Regions from separate parts of the Capsicum annuum genome. Here region 1 is linked to region 2. The links are chromatin contacts, called in public Hi-C maps. All regions are on one chromosome and are shown on one strand. The core of a region is the stretch at or near the end of the contact, and the rest is flanking DNA. Distances in the headings are between cores, read along the strand shown. Region 1 holds the start of LOC107873238. Region 2 holds the start of LOC107873237 (protein INVOLVED IN DE NOVO 2).

Region 1 (2,967 bases), core at 70-2,569, 360 kb after region 2:
TTTTTTAAATTACAAAGCAAACATGAAAAACCATATTAACTTTATACGATCTTAACCAGCTACAAAATAAGATATACTTATCGCAATTTAATACAATAACACTCCTCATAATCCACTACCCAAAATATGAATCGTAAATTGATATCATAAATCATAAATAGAAAAATCAAAAAATTTAATTCTCCAACTTTATGCCCTCGAACCATGACCATATGAAAAGGGGAAAAAAAAAAAGCAGAGGAGCAATTTGACGGAAAACCCTGGCAGCAGATAAAGTGCCCGAAATTAACTAACCGCTTGCCAGCTAATGATCCTCATAAAACTACGTTGGATTTCTCTTGTACATACACAACAGAACACATTCATACATCTAGCTAATTATATTCTTGCCCTTTGTGAATTCCGCATATTTCCATTTCTCTCTCTCTCCCTCCCTTAGTCGGATAGATTACAAACGATTTTTCAATTCTTTTTTTCAATGTTGAAATGTAGTAGGGACGAGGACTTACAAATTCAGATTTAGCTCAATTAAACGTAAGATATATGTTGTGTTGCCTCCTATTGAAATTTAGTGGCTTTAAGGGAATTTAATACCTTTAAGTTACATTTTTAATCATGTAGTCTTTTACTCCATCCATTTGCATAGTCACAATGTGCAACAGTTCATCCCCTTTTATTTTTGCGGCATTATATGTTAATTACTCTTAGTATTAGTGCTAAGAATGTGTTCACAAGTTTCCTGTCATTTTTGTAATCTATAAGTCATTGATCTTCCTGTCGTAGTGGACTTGAATATTCTTAAAGAGAACGAGATATCCACACCTCAACTAAGAAACAAATTATTTTAATTTCTTCATTTTATTATTTCAACTGTAATTTAATTATTTGATATATTACACCAATATTATGTATTTATGTAAATTTAGTTATTATTTCATCTTTTTATCATGCACAAAATAATGCATAGATCTTCTCATAACTTATACATATATGTCATACAATTTTTTAAATTACAAAGCAAACATGAAAAACCATATTAACTTTATACGATCTTAACCAGCTACAAAATAAGATATACTTATCACAATTTAATACAATAATACTTCTCATAATTCACTACCCAAAATATGAATCGTAAATTAATATCATAAATCATAGATAAAAAAATTAAAAAATTTAATTCTCCAACTTTATGCCCTCGGACCATGACCATATGAAAAGAAAAAAACAAAAAAAAAGCAGAGGAGTAATTTGACGGAAAACCTGGCAGCAGATAAAGTGCCCCAAATTAACTAAGCGCTTGCCAGCTAATGATCCTCATAAAACTACGCTCGATGTCTCTTGTACATACACAACAGAACACATTCATACCACAAAGCATACAGCTTGCTAATTATATTCTTGCCCTTTGTGAATTCCGCATCTTTCCATTTCTCTCTCCCTCTCCCTCCCTCAGCCGGATAGATTACAACGATTTTTCAGTCCTTTTTTACAATGTTGAAATGTAGTAGGGACGAGGACTTACAAATTCAGATTTAGCTCAGTTGAACGTAAGAAGTGACGTGCATTTGCACCCCCCCCCCCCCCCCCTTTTTTTTTCTGCTGTAACCCATGAATCAATAGCATCCACTTGAAAAATCTCCATCGCACACCCATCGATGTCGGCGATCTACAGTCCATCTCGGAGCCCAGCTAGCTCCAGGTTGCCTTTGGGCGGAGGCGGCGGTGGCGCATCCAGATTGAGATCTTCTTCGCTTAAGAAACCACCTGAGCCACTTCGCAGAGCTGTCGCTGATTGTCTATCTTCTTCCTCCTCCTCCTCTTCTTCTTCTTCTTCTTCTTCTTCTTGTTCTTCTTCTTGTTCTTCTTCTCCTGCTCACCATGGAATTTCCTCTGCCACTGCCTCCGAAGCTTCAAGAACTCTTCGGGTTAGACTTGGATCCTCTTCTATCTCATTTGAATGTAGGTTTACTACAGTAGTTTCTCCGAGATTTTCATTCCTAGTTTGTGATAAGATTGCAGGTTTTGTACCTACATTTTTATTTAACCTTGATTTTCCCCTTTTTTACATTTCCTGAAGTATATTGCCTTGAATTAAGTCTTAATCTAGGAAATTGGGTAGGGAATGTGTAGGGTTTTTGGATGTATGATGTTGTTAAGTGTAATATAGTAGTTTATTTAGCATGTTTCGTAAGATATGGGATTCAGATGCTGTCTTTATGGGTATTCGGTAATATAGTAGTTTATTTAGCATGTTTCGTAAGATATGGGATTCAGATGCTGTCTTTGTGGGTATTCGGGGAAGGAGACAAGCATTACAAGAGCATATAAGCTGCAAAGATGCCAAGAGAAAGTGTGGGGTTCTGATGCTTGCTTGATTTTGAAAAGCTTTAACTATCTTGGTTTGTACCTTGGCAAATTTGTCTGATAATCCTGTAAGCAATGAAACACTACCCAGCTTATTGGATTAACAAATACATAAAGATAATTAGATTCCAGACTGATATAGGAACTCGTTCCTTAAAGGTCAAGTGTCTAAATGGTTCCTAAAATACTGGCTTCTTGAAAATTGAAATGCATCTTTTTTTATTACATCCTCAATTGAAAACTTCACAATTACCCTAAAACATAGGTGCTGTCATGTTTAGACATTCCTATGAGCCTATATGGTGAGAAGTTTTTTCTTTCTAAATTTTGAGGCTAATATATATGCCAAATCCAAGTTCTCACACGCTATTTATGTTTCCGTGTTGTCCTTCAATTTAGTAACAGAATGAATGAGACTAAAACTAGTTAAAAGGAAGTGCTAAATTTTTACAAGCAAACTTAAACATTGTGAGCTTTAATGGTAGAATGAATAATAGTTGAATGATCACATATGCCGTTACTCTTGCCGGAAACCTTAAACAAGAAAAGAAAATAACTTGCCCCAGTTGTGGAATTTTCTTTGTTTGATAGGAGCTGGAA
Region 2 (2,700 bases), core at 37-2,536:
TTTTGATACACTTTGTTACATTTACAGCAATTTATGGAAGAATGAACCAATCAAAAAGTTATACGAAGAACCCATGACATCCAATAAGCACCAATTGATTGGTGAAAAAAAAAATGTAAAACTCATCCTGGTAAGAATAACCTTACATGAAAATGTTCATTCCTTACCCTCTTCTCCAGAAACATAATTACAGTCATATGTGCTAAATGCAAGTAAGAAATACGGTTGTTTTACCTTACAAATACAAAGATCTGGAACTCAACAGTAATATCTGCAGTTTTTGATAGCAGAGAAATATTTTGCAAGAGATTACAGATGTTATACATGCACAATAAAAAGAACTAGGTTTTCTTTGAAGGTTCTCCTCAATATACCCATACAGAGACCTAGAAATCAATAGCAATTAGCAGTTTTTGACAGCATTGCAATACTAGGCAACAGTAATTAGATAGGGTACTTTGTGCTTCCTGGTTTACTTTTTTCGCCACATCATTCTTTGTTCAAGAGCAGAAGCTTGCAAGTTGAAGGAGAATAATCAGCACGATAATGCACGGAGGTCAACGCAATAATTACACCCCTGACCGGACTCAAAAAAGAAATGCTTATCCGGAAATAGCTTGAATACATGTCAAATTTACCTTAGAATTCATAAAGGAAGAAATTTTGATAACAACCTTGCAAGTACCAACCATATGGAAGCTACATTTTACTAAAAAAAATTTAAAAAAATACAGAGCTGCGTGAATTGTCTATTTCCTAGGGTTTCTTCATATTTTTGAGCAGCCGAAAGACTAATTAACTAAAAGAAACAGCCTTAAACAGTAGCCAAATGTATACAGAGACATGCATCCAAGGAAGACATAGCAGAGTCAAAAATTACAAATTAAAACCTTGTTAAACAACAGAAATCGAGCAAAGAGGAAAAGAATTGTTATCTGTCTCAGATCTACTTGCCCGGATTTTCCAAACCAAGCGTCAAGCAGCAAAAGAGAAGGTATTAGGCAGCAGTTTCTCTTGAAGGAGTGAATAGGGTCTTTTCGTAGGTAGTGAGTGAGGAGGCAAGTAAAATTGGGTTTTGATGAGGAGAGACAAAGGATGTGTTTGGTACTATGGCAAATGATTTCTCCAAAATGTTTTTCTATTTTTTCTTGTTTGGCTGTAATAAAATGTTTTTCAAACATTTTTCATAATAACTTATTTCCCTCATGAGTTAAGGAAATTTATTTTCTAGAAAATGATAAATGTAACTTATGATCCCACCTTATCCCTCTTTCCACCCCAATAACACTCATATTCATATGACTCAAAAATTTACATTTCTCAAAAATTTATATTATTCGAAAATATTTTTCACTGTGCTTTACTTCAATTTTTCAGTGCTTGAAATAAAAAATAGTAAAACCTGAATTTTTTCTATTTCCAATATTCATTGAATATATTGTTATTTTCATATACATAAAGGAAGACTTACCTATATTACTTTTGCTAATTGCATATTTCATTTTGTCATCGATGTAACTTGTTTCACGAGGTTGAATAAGCTTATCGTTCCGTTATATTTCTATTGATTGTAGTATCTTGAGATTGTCCTGACAAAATATTGAAAAGTGTCTCATATATTTGCTAATTAATAGTTGCTTAAATTTAGTGATTGTAATATTTTAGTATTCGATATTGATATTATTTGTTATGCTTAAATTAGTTCTTACAAATTGTTGAGTTGCTAGAGGTACTGATATACTAATTAACAGTTAGTAGTATTTTCTAAAAAAATATTTTTTCACTCATCAATCAAACATTAGAAAATATTTTTCTAAAAAATAGTCTCTACTCACCAACCAAACACCATAAAATATTTTTTGAAAAATATTTTCCAGTCACCAACCAAACATGAGAAAGTAAGTAGAAAACCAACTTATTTTTCAGGAAAACATTTTCCAAGATAACATTTTCCATGGAAAATATTTTCTATCATACCAAACACACCCAAAGAGGAAAACAACCTAAAGGTTAATATAGTACTATAAAAATTATCCAATTCGATGCGAATCAATTATTAAAGCGCGTGGTCAGCCACTCTGGGTTGTGGGAGCGCAGCTGCTTGTCTCACTATTTATTCGAAGTAAAAAATTAATTTCTTCCAAGGTTTTCGAGCACATCGTAAATGCGCTTTCCTGTTTTGACAGCTGGACGTCACCTACGTGTGTACTTGTGTGTGAGACTTTCTAAGCCCTTATTTTTCCCCCCAAAATAGCTATACATTATGACTAAATGAAAACCACACATGTAACACTATTGGATATGACCAGAGCTAGCACTAACTATGAGGATCTTTTTAAGCTTCACAGTAGGACATGAAGGGAGCTTAAATGGATCTTATTGAACACAAAAGAAAGGGCTTCCACATACAGATGTAGCTTAAGGCATGGGGAAGCAACGGATTGAAGAAGAGGGCAACCTACTGCCCACTTTAGGGAGCAAGACTCCCAATTTGGTGAGCCAAGTTACACTTTGGCGATCACCAAGACGACCTCAAGCCACTTGGAGGATCAAGAGCCAAGTTTGGTGATCACGTGGACCTTTACAATCAAGGAGTCATTTGGGCAATCAAGAATGGCCCTTTGGGCTATCTTTTAAATAACCATTTTTAGGCTATGTTTGTTAAAACAATAATTATAATACTTGTCATAGTGTTTTCAT

What was found. A called contact is a pair of places that touch in the nucleus more often than the background predicts.
Region 1: a Hi-C map of pericarp shows a contact between it and region 2, with 2.6 times the contacts expected there. The contact joins the promoter of LOC107873238 here to the promoter of LOC107873237 in region 2. A contact is called at or near these places in 2 of 5 Hi-C or Micro-C datasets (leaf and pericarp).

What each region holds. Positions count from the first base shown.
Region 1 is chr6:101,626,096-101,629,062 of UCD10Xv1.1, forward strand. It overlaps LOC107873238, which reads left to right and starts at 1,320. Exons shown (of 15, transcript XM_016719998.2): 1 at 1,320-1,928. The coding sequence starts at 1,659.
Region 2 is chr6:101,268,593-101,271,292 of UCD10Xv1.1, forward strand. LOC107873237 (protein INVOLVED IN DE NOVO 2) reads right to left here and starts at 1,287. Exons shown (of 7, transcript XM_016719994.2): 1 at 891-1,287.